2 separate regions of the Mus musculus genome follow, and region 1 is linked to region 2. The links are chromatin contacts, called in public HiChIP or PLAC-seq maps. All regions are on one chromosome and are shown on one strand. Each heading gives the region's core, a stretch centred on a gene start, on an enhancer-like site or on the middle of the called end of the contact. The rest is flanking DNA. Distances are from core to core; before and after follow the strand shown.

Region 1 (5,203 bases), core at 2,646-5,145, 160 kb before region 2:
AAGCCAGGAAGCAGCCCTCCCCCATGGCCTCTGCTCTCACTCCTGCCACCGGGTTCCTGCCCTGCTTGAGCTCCTGCCTTGGCTTCTGTCCATGAACCCTGGTGTAGAAATGTAAGCCAAATAAACCCTTTCCCCTCCCCGAGACTTTTGGTCGTGGTGTTTATTACAGTAACAGAAACCAGATTAAGAAGATGGCGAGTTCCCCACACGTCAGTGTGGTCAACACTGGCTCCCAGGCACGCCACACTATTTGGGGGGTTTGGGGACCTTTACGAGATAAGGTAGGTAGGGTTGGTTCCTGGGAGGGCATGCATGCCTTGAAGTTACTTCTGCTCACTTTCCTGTCCACCATGATGCGACCAGCCTTTTCTGTCCCATGCTCTGTTTCCATTTGGCTTAATCTCACGAAGCCAACTGACTTGTGACCGAATCCTCCAAACCATGAGCTAAAAGAAATCCTGTAACCTCCTGTAAGTGGTTCCTATCAAGTCCTTGGTCCAGGTGTGCAGAAGAAACTAATATATTTACTAAATTCTGTGCCTCTGCCCTGGTCCACATCTCTCTTCTAGGTTAATCTCTAGCCCACCTGCTGGGCTGGTTGTTAGCTTAGTTCTCTCTTGACCCTTCGTTTGGTTCATGGAGATATACAGAGATGGTGGGGGTTCTTGCTGCTGCCTTCTGCTCTGCACCACTCTCTCAGCCTTCCATTTGGACAGTCTGCAGTTTTCTATCTCTGCCTCTTTTAGGAGGCGCACAGTTTTAAAATGAAATCAAGTCTTCAATAGAAAGAAACGCTTATTTAGTGCACTGTAGGAGGCAGAGGGCCAGGTGGTAACAAAACTATTGCCTGCCGCCTGATTTCTTTTGTATTGTTGCTGCCTTGCCATGGAATATAGAGTGTAGAAGTTGGGAACTTGTGGCTTCAGTTATCCTGTCTTGTGTGACCTATGACGTAAGAATAGATTGTGTACGTGTACATTTATATACAAATGTGTGTGTGTATATATGTATATGTATGTATGTGTATGTATGTATGTGTGTGTTGTGTTGTGTTGTGGGTGTTTGTGTGTTGTGTAAGTGTGTATGTGTGTATATGTATATATGTATGTGTATATGTGAGTATATATGTGTATTGTGTATGTTTGTGTGTTGTATAAGTGTATATGTATATATATGTGTGTTGTATGTGTTGTATATGTGTGTGTTGTATATGTGTGTGTTATGTATGTTGTAAGTGTGTATATGTATGTGTGTATATGTATGTGTATATGTGTGTGTGTCCATGTATATATGTGTGTGTCTGATACTTTCACTCTGTGGCAGAGGCTGGCTTCCCATTCATGATCTGCCTGTTTCAGCCTCCTGAGTGCTGAGGTTACAGCTGTGTACTTGTAACCTGACTTCTAAGAATGGTTTATACTTCCTTTTTTTTTTTTCTTTCGTGAAGGTGCAGAGGAACAAACCCAGGCTTTGCACACGCTAGCCAAAATCTCTGCGACCGAGCTGCACCTCCAAGTCCAATTTTAAGTGGCCAAAAAGACGGAAAACAGTTTGTCATGGCAGTTCAAACCCAGCGTGCAGAAGTAAAGTTTTACTGGAACATGCAATGCTCTATTTGTTAACATGCTGTCTCTGGCTGCCCTCACACCACAGCAGTGGAGTTAAGCAGCTGCAACAGAGCTCTTGGGGCCACACAATTCCAAATGCTCCAGTGAGAAAAGCCAGGAAGCCTGTGACTCCTCTGCTGGAGTCTCAGTGCTGGGTTAGAGCAGGTGCTCAGAGTTAATTGTTTGGGAGGAAAGCCTAGAGGGACTTTCCTGAGGTAAACAGTCCCTGTGGAGCCCGTCATTATCTCTGCCACTTCTTTTGAACTGGGTTTCGCCAGAGGAGATTTGTCATACCAGACCCATTGAGCCTTTTCTTTCTTTTCTCTTGCGTGCAGAAGAGGAGAGAGAGCATTGGGTAACGCTAACTGATAGTGCCTTTGTGCTCTGCTCACTCACACGAGGATCTGGTTTCAGGGTGCACCCAGTTTAGTCTCCAGGTCTTGAAGTACTGGGCTGTGAGGTAACATTGGGGTTTAAGTACTAACCACACAAAGAGTTATGCAAGGTCTGCCCCATGAAGCCTTGCTTTTTGTTCCTGTCCATCGGGTACTTTATACATTCCCACCCAACCGTCCATCTTGGCTTTGTTCTCATCTCTTTGGAAGGAAACCATTAATTACCAAATCTCAAGAAGTCCTAACAAGTGATCCTAAGCAAAGTTGAGCATCTCTTCTGCAACCCGAGCTGGTCATTGTGCGGGTTTTGCCTTTTATTTTGAGGTGCACCTGAGTTGGGTTCTCTGCTTCCTATGGACTGGTTAACATGGACAGTGCTGTGGGCTCTAAAAGGCATCAAAAAGATGACATCAGAAACTGAATGGAGCGAGAGCCTTTCTCCTTCAAGAGGTTGCTATGTGGAAAGAGGCCTGGGAATTTGTGGATTAGTGTCTTTCCTTTCCTTTTTTTTTTTTTTTTTATGGTGCTGGGGATTGAACCCAGAGTCTCACAGATGCCATAGCACTGAGCCACATCTCTAGCCCCTGGATGTAAATTTCCAAACAGCTTACAGAGAGGGCTACAAAGAAATAACAGTGAGACAGGTGTCACGGCTTCTACCTTTAGCCCTATGACTCCAGAGGCAAAGGCAGATAGAATCCCTGTGAGTTCAAGGCCAGCCTGGTCTACATAGCAAGTTCTAGGTCAGGCAGAGTGAGATAATGAGACTCTGTCTGGGAGAGAAAACAAAACAAGAGGCAAAGGAAAACAAAGCGCTAGTGAGTTCTACACACAGTACACACACACACACACACACACACACACACACACACACGCACACACACACACACATACACACACAGAGTCTGTTGTCCCCAGGCTCCTGTTCATGGACTTTGCCGTCTTTACGACATGACTTCTGTTCTCATGGTCCTATGTTGCCTCTGGAGTCATTCTAGAAGAGAGAGGAGACAAGAGAGAAGACAGCAGAAAGGGGGAGTGATACTCCCTGTACCCCAAGGAGAGCAGCTGTTTAATCAAACCCCAGTGCCTTGGTCTTTTGGGAATGGTAACCACACTTTCTAGTGGCTTTGAAGGCCCTAGCTTCCCGTGTTGATGATCCAGTTCCCCAGTCGAGCCCAGCAGGGCTGTTTTGGAAGAGAGACATTTATCAGCTTTTTCTTTCTGATGTAACAACACCATGTCTTTTCACGTGCAGTTACTACCTCCCTCCCTCCCTCCCTCCCTCCCTCCCTCCCTCCCTCCCTCCCTCCCTCTTTCCCTCCCTCTCTCCCTCCCTCCTTCCTTTCATCCCTCCCTTTTCTGTTTCCTTTTCCTTTTCTCTTTAGTTTCCAGTCTCTGTCTCTCAAAAACAAACAAACAAAAATCAACCAAAGAAACAAAATGAAACAAAATCCCCAAACTCCAACAACAACAACAACAACAACAAGAAGCACCTTCATTTTCAGGTCCCAATATAATCTTTTCTCAAAGCCTTTTAATATTCTATTGAATTTGGAGTGGGTTTTCCCTCCCTTGATTCTCCCTAGATTTTTGTAGTACTATTTTAACCATCTTTTGTCATAGTTACCTGTAATCGTCTGTAACCCCCCTAATAACTCCTCACCATCGGTTGCCAGGCCCTCTGCGGAAGTCACAGCCGTCACAGAACCGTGTATGGGAACTTAAACTTGAAGAAGTTTTATGACTCACAGTCTGAGGGAGGGAACATGGTCAACAATGGCGGGAAAGGCAAGCCACAGAAATGGCTCACGGCAGTAGTATCAGAGAGTCTCATGGGGCTTAGATTGACCACCAGTAGTCAGTAAGTAGAAGACACTGGTCCAGACTGGTCCAGAAAAGGTTCATGATACAACCCCCAGAACTTCACTTCCTCTAGTGAAATTCCACCTAAATAAAGGTCTTACAATTTCCCCAAATGCCAACACTAACTGGGAACCACATGATCAGACACATGAGTCAGTAGGGAGATTTTTTTACATGGACTCTGTAGGGCTAGGGTGAGGGCTGAAGTTAAGGACTCTGGCTTAGACTGTGAGGGCAGCATCACCCCCAATTCCCATCTTTGTCAGCCGCCCCACATCTACTGGATTGCTTCAGATCTAGGGTGGCATGGAGACTTCTGTTTTGTTCCCCACCTTAACAGAGAAAGGACAAGCAAAGTGTGGGTTCTAGGCTGCTGCTGCTGGGCCTGGCACTGATCGACAGGCTCTGGAAACTGCAGGTTCTGTATCCCAGGCTGTGAGCGCTTGGCTCAAGTTCCGCAGTGCTCTTTGTAGAGGTTTCCTGCGAAGAGTGCTTGCAACCACAGAGCCATCTCCCTCACTCCACTCCCCCTGTTCTTCTTTGACTCTTCTGGCTAGTCTTCTGGGAATTGGGTTTCATAGAGCAGTGCTCACCAGGTCTCTCCACCCTCGCCTGCTCCCCCGGGCTTTCTGTTGCCTCCCTTGCTAGTGGAAACAGCTCTCTAAGTAAGCGCACCTTTCTGACCTGTGGTGACCTTCCAAGGGGGCACAGCCGCCTGCTTTTTAGTACCATCTGCTCTGCAGACTGTTGAGAGCAGCGGTCCTCATTCCATTACACAGAGCCCACCTTTTGTGACAGTCACGCTCTGATCCATTTCACAAGTGGCTTAAGTCATTTATGTCGTTTTTGTTTTACTCACTCAGGGATCGAGAGGGTAGACCTCTTTCTTCATCATCCTGAACCGCATTTCACACCTCAGACTGACTCTCAGAACCAGCCAAATACAGGACTTGGCTCTCAGATGGCTGTCTGTATGCTGTGATCTTGAGGGTGGGAGAGACAGGGTCTAGCCAAAGATGGGGATTACCTTCAAAAAGGGCCAGAAGGCTGTTTCTCATTTGTTCATTAAAGAAAACAGGTGCCAAGTAGGTTCCCTTTTTACAAATGCTTCTTGTAGAGATCATTTGAATAAAACTTGCGGTGTAATAGAAGTAGTTGCTCTAGGCTCCAGTTTTGACTGATTTCTGTTGGTTCTGCAGGTCTGTGTGGGCCACACAGGGGTTTCGGGGAGCGGTAACTATCCACGGCAGGGTGTCTTGATGCTGGTGGTGCTTTGTTGTTTTTAGAGTTGCTTTTATTTCCAGTATATGAGTGTTTTCCCTGACGTTATGTATG
Region 2 (5,215 bases), core at 1,856-4,355:
ATATTGTCTTTATTTTAAAACCCGTATTCTGTTCATCTCCGGTCTCTCTGGTACTTCTCTTTTTTAAAGCTCTGGATTATAATAACATCAGTTATCCTGATTCCTGAGGTTTGGTATCCTGTCAAGTCTGTGCCCTCGATCCCAGTTCTCGAGTTCTGGCCTAAGGGGTTAACCCTGTAGCAGGAAACCAGTCCACCCTCCCTGCCGCCTCTCCCAGCTGCCAGAGGGGCAGCAGTCACTCCCCCTAGAGCAGGTGGGTGCTTGCGGAACGCAGACCAGCTTCTATAGCCAAAGGGAACAGTATCTACCAGGGGATACTGTTAAGAAACCAATCTACCAAGGGAGGAAGAACACATTCCAAAGACGGTCAGGAATTATTTCTAGAATATTTATTTTCTTAAGTTCTTGGCACTTCCGCCTCCTCTTCTTTGCTAAGGAAATGCACAGGCTGCTTTCCAGGGGATGTCTGTCAGTAGCAGCCCTCCCAGTTCACAGACAGCCTTTCCTCTTTGTTCTGCCGCAAAAGGCACAGGGAAGCCATTCAAAGGAGCTCTGCCTCAGAGGAGAAGCTGGTTTCCCTGAAGTATCTCTGCTCTGGGGCTTCGGAGTATGACCCAATCAAAATTAACCAACTCATCCTAATATAAGGCAGAAGCTGATGGGGCAGTCTACTTTTCAGTCTCAAAATCTACGGCCTTTTTGGTGTACCCATTTCACTGACCTGCCTTGTGGGGACTTTCTGATGGCACAAGCCAACGGCTGTGAATGTACCCATGCTGATACTTTGAATGTTAGAGATTTTGTTCACCATGGATTTTAGAAACTAAGTTTTACTTAAATGATTTACATTAAAATATTATTTGATTCCTGAATTGATTTGGCACCCCAGGCTGTATCTCCTTTGTCTCTTTGTCTCACTCTACCGGCCCTACAGCAAGAAACTACTGAGAGGCCAGCCTGTGCAAGCTGGCCACAGTGCTCCCAGCTGCCTGCCTTCTCTGACTCTTGTGCTCACTGTTCTGTTCCCCCAGGTCTTCCAGGAAGCCTGACTGATCAGAATGGCCCAGAGAGAACAGGTGAGTACCCAAGTGGGTACAGGGACAAGACACCCTTGCTTGCTTTTTTGCCAGAGGGGTCAATGATGCTACAGTAGACTGGCTCTTGCCCTACTGCTTTGAGTGAATTAGCATAACGAAGCTCTTTTCTGGGAAGGGGACTCTTCAGGACCTAACTTCCATGGATCCCCCCTCATCAGCCTTTAGGGAAACAGAAGGAACATTTTGATCAAGGTTTTTCTTAGAAAAGCCCTCCGTGGACCTGTTATGGGAAATGAAGCTGGTTTTGTTTTCTTTGATTAATCACAGTGCCCTGTTTCCAAAAGCAAATGTGGCCTTGCGTCCTCCTAGGCACAGGCTGTGCTGTGAAGGAGAGGGCTTGAAGCTGTCCCCAGGACCCACGCAGCCTTGTTTTCTTCATCCTGTACGCTCTGCGGAGTTCAGGTTACTCCCTTTTTTCCTTTGTGATTTCTGCCCAGTAGAACCAGATCTTTAAAGATTTCTTTACAGTTCCTTGAAAGCTGGAGTGGAGAAGCCAGCTGTGAATTATATAACAGCAAGGTCATTTTTTAAAGCAACAGTGGCTTCCTATATAGGCAAGGGGTATTTCCCAGCCAGTTTCTAAGTATAAAGAAAAGCCTATGAATTTTGTGAAGAAAAATCAAGGAGATTCTATCTACGGTCCCACCCCTACTGTCCTCTCTCACTACTTTGGTCAGGAAAAGATAATTCCTAAGATGATGGTGGGGGGGGGTGGTTGGGGGGGCGTGTATGGGGAGGGCGGGATGGGGATGGGGAGTGTGGGTGCAAGTGGTTATGACAAGATGACCAAAACAACTACTAAAGCAACCAAAAGCCTCCCAAAGCCTTTTTGAAGAAAGACGGGGGTGGGGGTGGGGATTTTGTTCTCTTTCTTCAGGTGGACAGAGAGCCATTATTCTTGTTCAAAGTCACAATAAAAGCAGAGAAGAGGGGGAGAAAGCTGTCTAAAGTATATCTTTGTTTTCACTTAAGAGTCAGGGAGCTTTATAAATAGCCAGCCTGGCTTTTTCTTTCAGGGGAGCCCCACGCTTCAATTTAAGCTCTGCAGAAGCCTCAGCTGCTTTCCTTTCTTTGTCTGTAGACTAAACATCCCTCCGAAGTGCAGCCCCCTCTCTGGCATCACCCAGGGGCCCTGCTCCTTGACTCTAGATAGTGATTTTTCAATGAAGGGCAATTTTGCCTTCTAAGAGGACATTCTGCAACATCTGGTGTGTGTGTGTGTGTGTGTGTGTGTGTCTGTCTGTCTGTCTGTCTGTCTGTCTGTGTCCTGTCTCCAAAAGCAAACATGGATTGTCAGAAGGAGCATAGCTTATGCAGTGAAGGACAGTGCTTGAAGCACAGTCCCCAGTATCCTCTCAGCCCTGTCATCAGAGACCTGCTCTTCAGCCTGCACCTTCCAGGTAGTTCAGGTTAGTCTTTTTTTCTTTGTGTTTTTCTGCCAGTAGGAACATGCTGCCAGCATGTTAGTAGAAGTAGACTAGGGATGCTTACATATGACCCCCAACACACAAATGGATTGTTGAAAATGCATGTAGTGCTGACCCTGAGAAACCTCGGTCCACACCATGCCAGGAAATCGAGTGGAAACTCTCAGCTTTGAGGATTGCTAAGAATCAGGCTGCCTTGCAGCAGGCTTGGCCTCTCTCCAACGGCTGCTGTGAGAGAGTCAAAGCTGCTGTAGGAAATGCCCTCTGGCTGTGGTCAAGGGTCCCCCGTGGAGTTGACTATGGGGACACACAGCAAGCACATCGTCTGGACCTGGTGTTTTATAATTTATAGTCACAGGGCGCCTGTCTCCATTTAGCAGCAAGCCACCTGGCAACTGTCCTGCCAGGGAGGAAGCAGTTATGCAGAGGCCTACAGCCCCAGTCAGCTGACAGCCCGTGGTATATGGAGATGGGAGTGCTCAGAGGCACCTGGAAATAGACCCGACATAGATGGCTGAGCACGAGGTACCCCTTCAGACCCATCCGTCAGCAGCAGGCCCTGCCAGAGGATGGCCTATTGAACATTTCCAGGAATAGCACCAGGAGCCTGTCAACTGCTTTCTTGGAAATACACTCAATAAGGATGGCTGTCCTCCAGCCGGCAGAGCAGAAAGCCTGGCCTGGACCAGAAATGGCAGCTCCTGGAGGCAGCCTTCCTTAGGACCTTGAGAATGGGGCATCTGTTCTTTTGGGCTGCTTGTGGAACTTCCATCAGTTGCTGGAGTCACTCAGGGTGGAAAGGGACGTTGAGATGGCCTGCAGAGGCTCCAGGTCCAGCTTCCTTCAGACAGCTTGGTGCCCTTCACACGCATAAAAATATCAACAGGCAGGAAGGTGACAGGTTAGATGACAAGCTCTTGTCAGCAGTGAGAATTCACATCGCCTGGCAGTGAACACCTACACACCTTCTCTTATAAATTTCACCCCTAAGGACACCCAAAGGAGCTCCAGAAAGGGGGTTCTTTCTTTAAAGCCCCCATCTTCCAGTCATTCTGAGAATATATCAAATATATAGCAAAAATGAAAGAAAAAGCTTACAATTTAATTGACTCACTCCTACTATATGCAAATCAACCTTTTCTTTCAGGGAGGCCTGATGTGTCTGTTGGCATTTGGCTAACCTGGAACCTCCCTTGACCTTTGGTTCAGGAAGGGCACATGTGGTGTGGTTGGACTCAAAGAGCTCCTACAGACCCAGGCATGGGTGTCCTGCATGAACAAGAGACCCCAAACTCTCTGGAACATTCAGGAAATATTGTTCAATCCTATTTTTTTTTCAATCCTATCTTTTGAATTGTGAGAGAATTATAAAGTTTATCATAGAGCATTTTATCTTGAAGGGCTACAAGAAAACATTTGATGCCTACACAGAGCCACCATGAGCTGGGGATCACAGTGCCAGATACTGAAATTAGACTTGTTTTAGATAAACAAGAAATTGCTTTTTGACGCATGTCCCAAATATTTGCCATTTAGTCCAAACTCAGATGAACTGGGCATTGTTTGTTTTGTTAAATCTGGCCATCCATTTGGGGAGGAAGAGTGGGCTACTTATTAAGTTATGATGGGAAACATAAAGAAAAAAAGTTAATAGAAAAACATTTCAGGCAATCAAGGAGGAAGGAGAAGGGTATTGAGAGAGAGGGAAAAAGAGAGAGAGACTGGAAAGAAGCAGAGACAGGCAGAGTGAGAGAAATAGAGCACTGAGGAGAGAGAGATGGGGAGGAGAGTCTCTGTGGAGGATATGAAGGATCTGGGAAATGATGTCTGCACAGGGTGCCATCTCCCTGGGATGTGCTCATGGGTTGGCTAGCCCCTGCTCCTGCATCTTCTGATGTACTTGTCTGGCAAAACTCACAGTGGCTGCCAGAGAGACATGAGTCTCCAAGCTGCAACTGCACCATTTATATCCATATTACCACAGATTGGGTTGTTCAAGATACTGACCTCCTGAAATGGAGTCCTACAAATCAGACCAGGCCTGAATGGCACCCCCGAACCCAATAAAAAGTGAGTTCCCCTACCACACGGAGACTCATAAGCAGAGCCTCTCTCTGTCTGAGCTGGTCTCTGTTTTACCCATAAGGAAAGGGACTTTGAGTGGCAGTTCCCTTCTTAGCCCTGATCTGTATTTCTCTACTAAAGCCTGCCTATTCTTAAATCACTGGAGTCGTTTCTACGGTGGCCCCATTTAAGAGTTCCCAGATATTTGTCTGAGTCATCTGCTGGGTGGAGCTTCTCAAAGGACATCTTGCTCCTGTCTGCAAGCATAACAGAGTATCCTTAATAGGCTTAGGAGTTAGTGCTTGCCCCTGGGACAGGTCTCAAGTAGGGCTGGTTATTGGTTGGGCATTCCCTCAGTCTCTCCTCCATTCCCCATGCCTGTATTACATGTAAACAGGATTCATTTTAGGTTGAAAATTTTGTGGGTGGGTTGATGTCCCTATCTCTCCAAAGGGGTTCCTGTCTGGCTACAGAAGGTGGCCTTTTCCGGTTCCATATCACCAATGTTGTGAGTCACAGCTAAAGTCACCCTACACTGCTTCTTGGGCATATCCCTCATCCCAGGTCTCTGTCTTGTCCTAGAGATGCCCTGCACCTCCTCACTCTGGTCAGTTGCAGATTTCCATT

Evidence for each region. HiChIP or PLAC-seq counts read pairs in DNA pulled down with a chosen protein or histone mark.
Region 1: a BATF HiChIP or PLAC-seq map of CD8 T cells shows a contact between it and region 2, with 8 read pairs. The contact joins two enhancer-like sites. A contact is called at or near these places in 8 of 484 Hi-C or Micro-C datasets (cardiomyocytes, granulosa cells, liver and 1 more) and 9 of 115 datasets of contacts at active chromatin or transcription factors (the 230-238 cell line, CD8 T cells, cardiomyocytes and 5 more).

Annotation. Positions count from the first base shown.
Region 1 is chr10:95,299,178-95,304,380 of GRCm38.p6, reverse strand. The region is part of intron 2 of Cradd (CASP2 and RIPK1 domain containing adaptor with death domain); the gene reads left to right. Among named protein-coding and RNA genes, the nearest start is that of Cradd, 22 kb to the left of the region's middle. Within about 2 kb of position 3,895, at least 57 of the 459 cell types and tissues checked have an H3K27ac peak or open chromatin away from gene starts, as enhancers often do. A contact at or near this core is called in CD8 T cells, where this site is marked.
Region 2 is chr10:95,140,866-95,146,080 of GRCm38.p6, reverse strand. It overlaps Gm29684 (predicted gene, 29684), which reads left to right and starts at 256. Exons shown (of 4, transcript NR_131146.1): 1 at 256-366; 2 at 1,032-1,076. Within about 2 kb of position 3,105, at least 30 of the 459 cell types and tissues checked have an H3K27ac peak or open chromatin away from gene starts, as enhancers often do. A contact at or near this core is called in CD8 T cells, where this site is marked.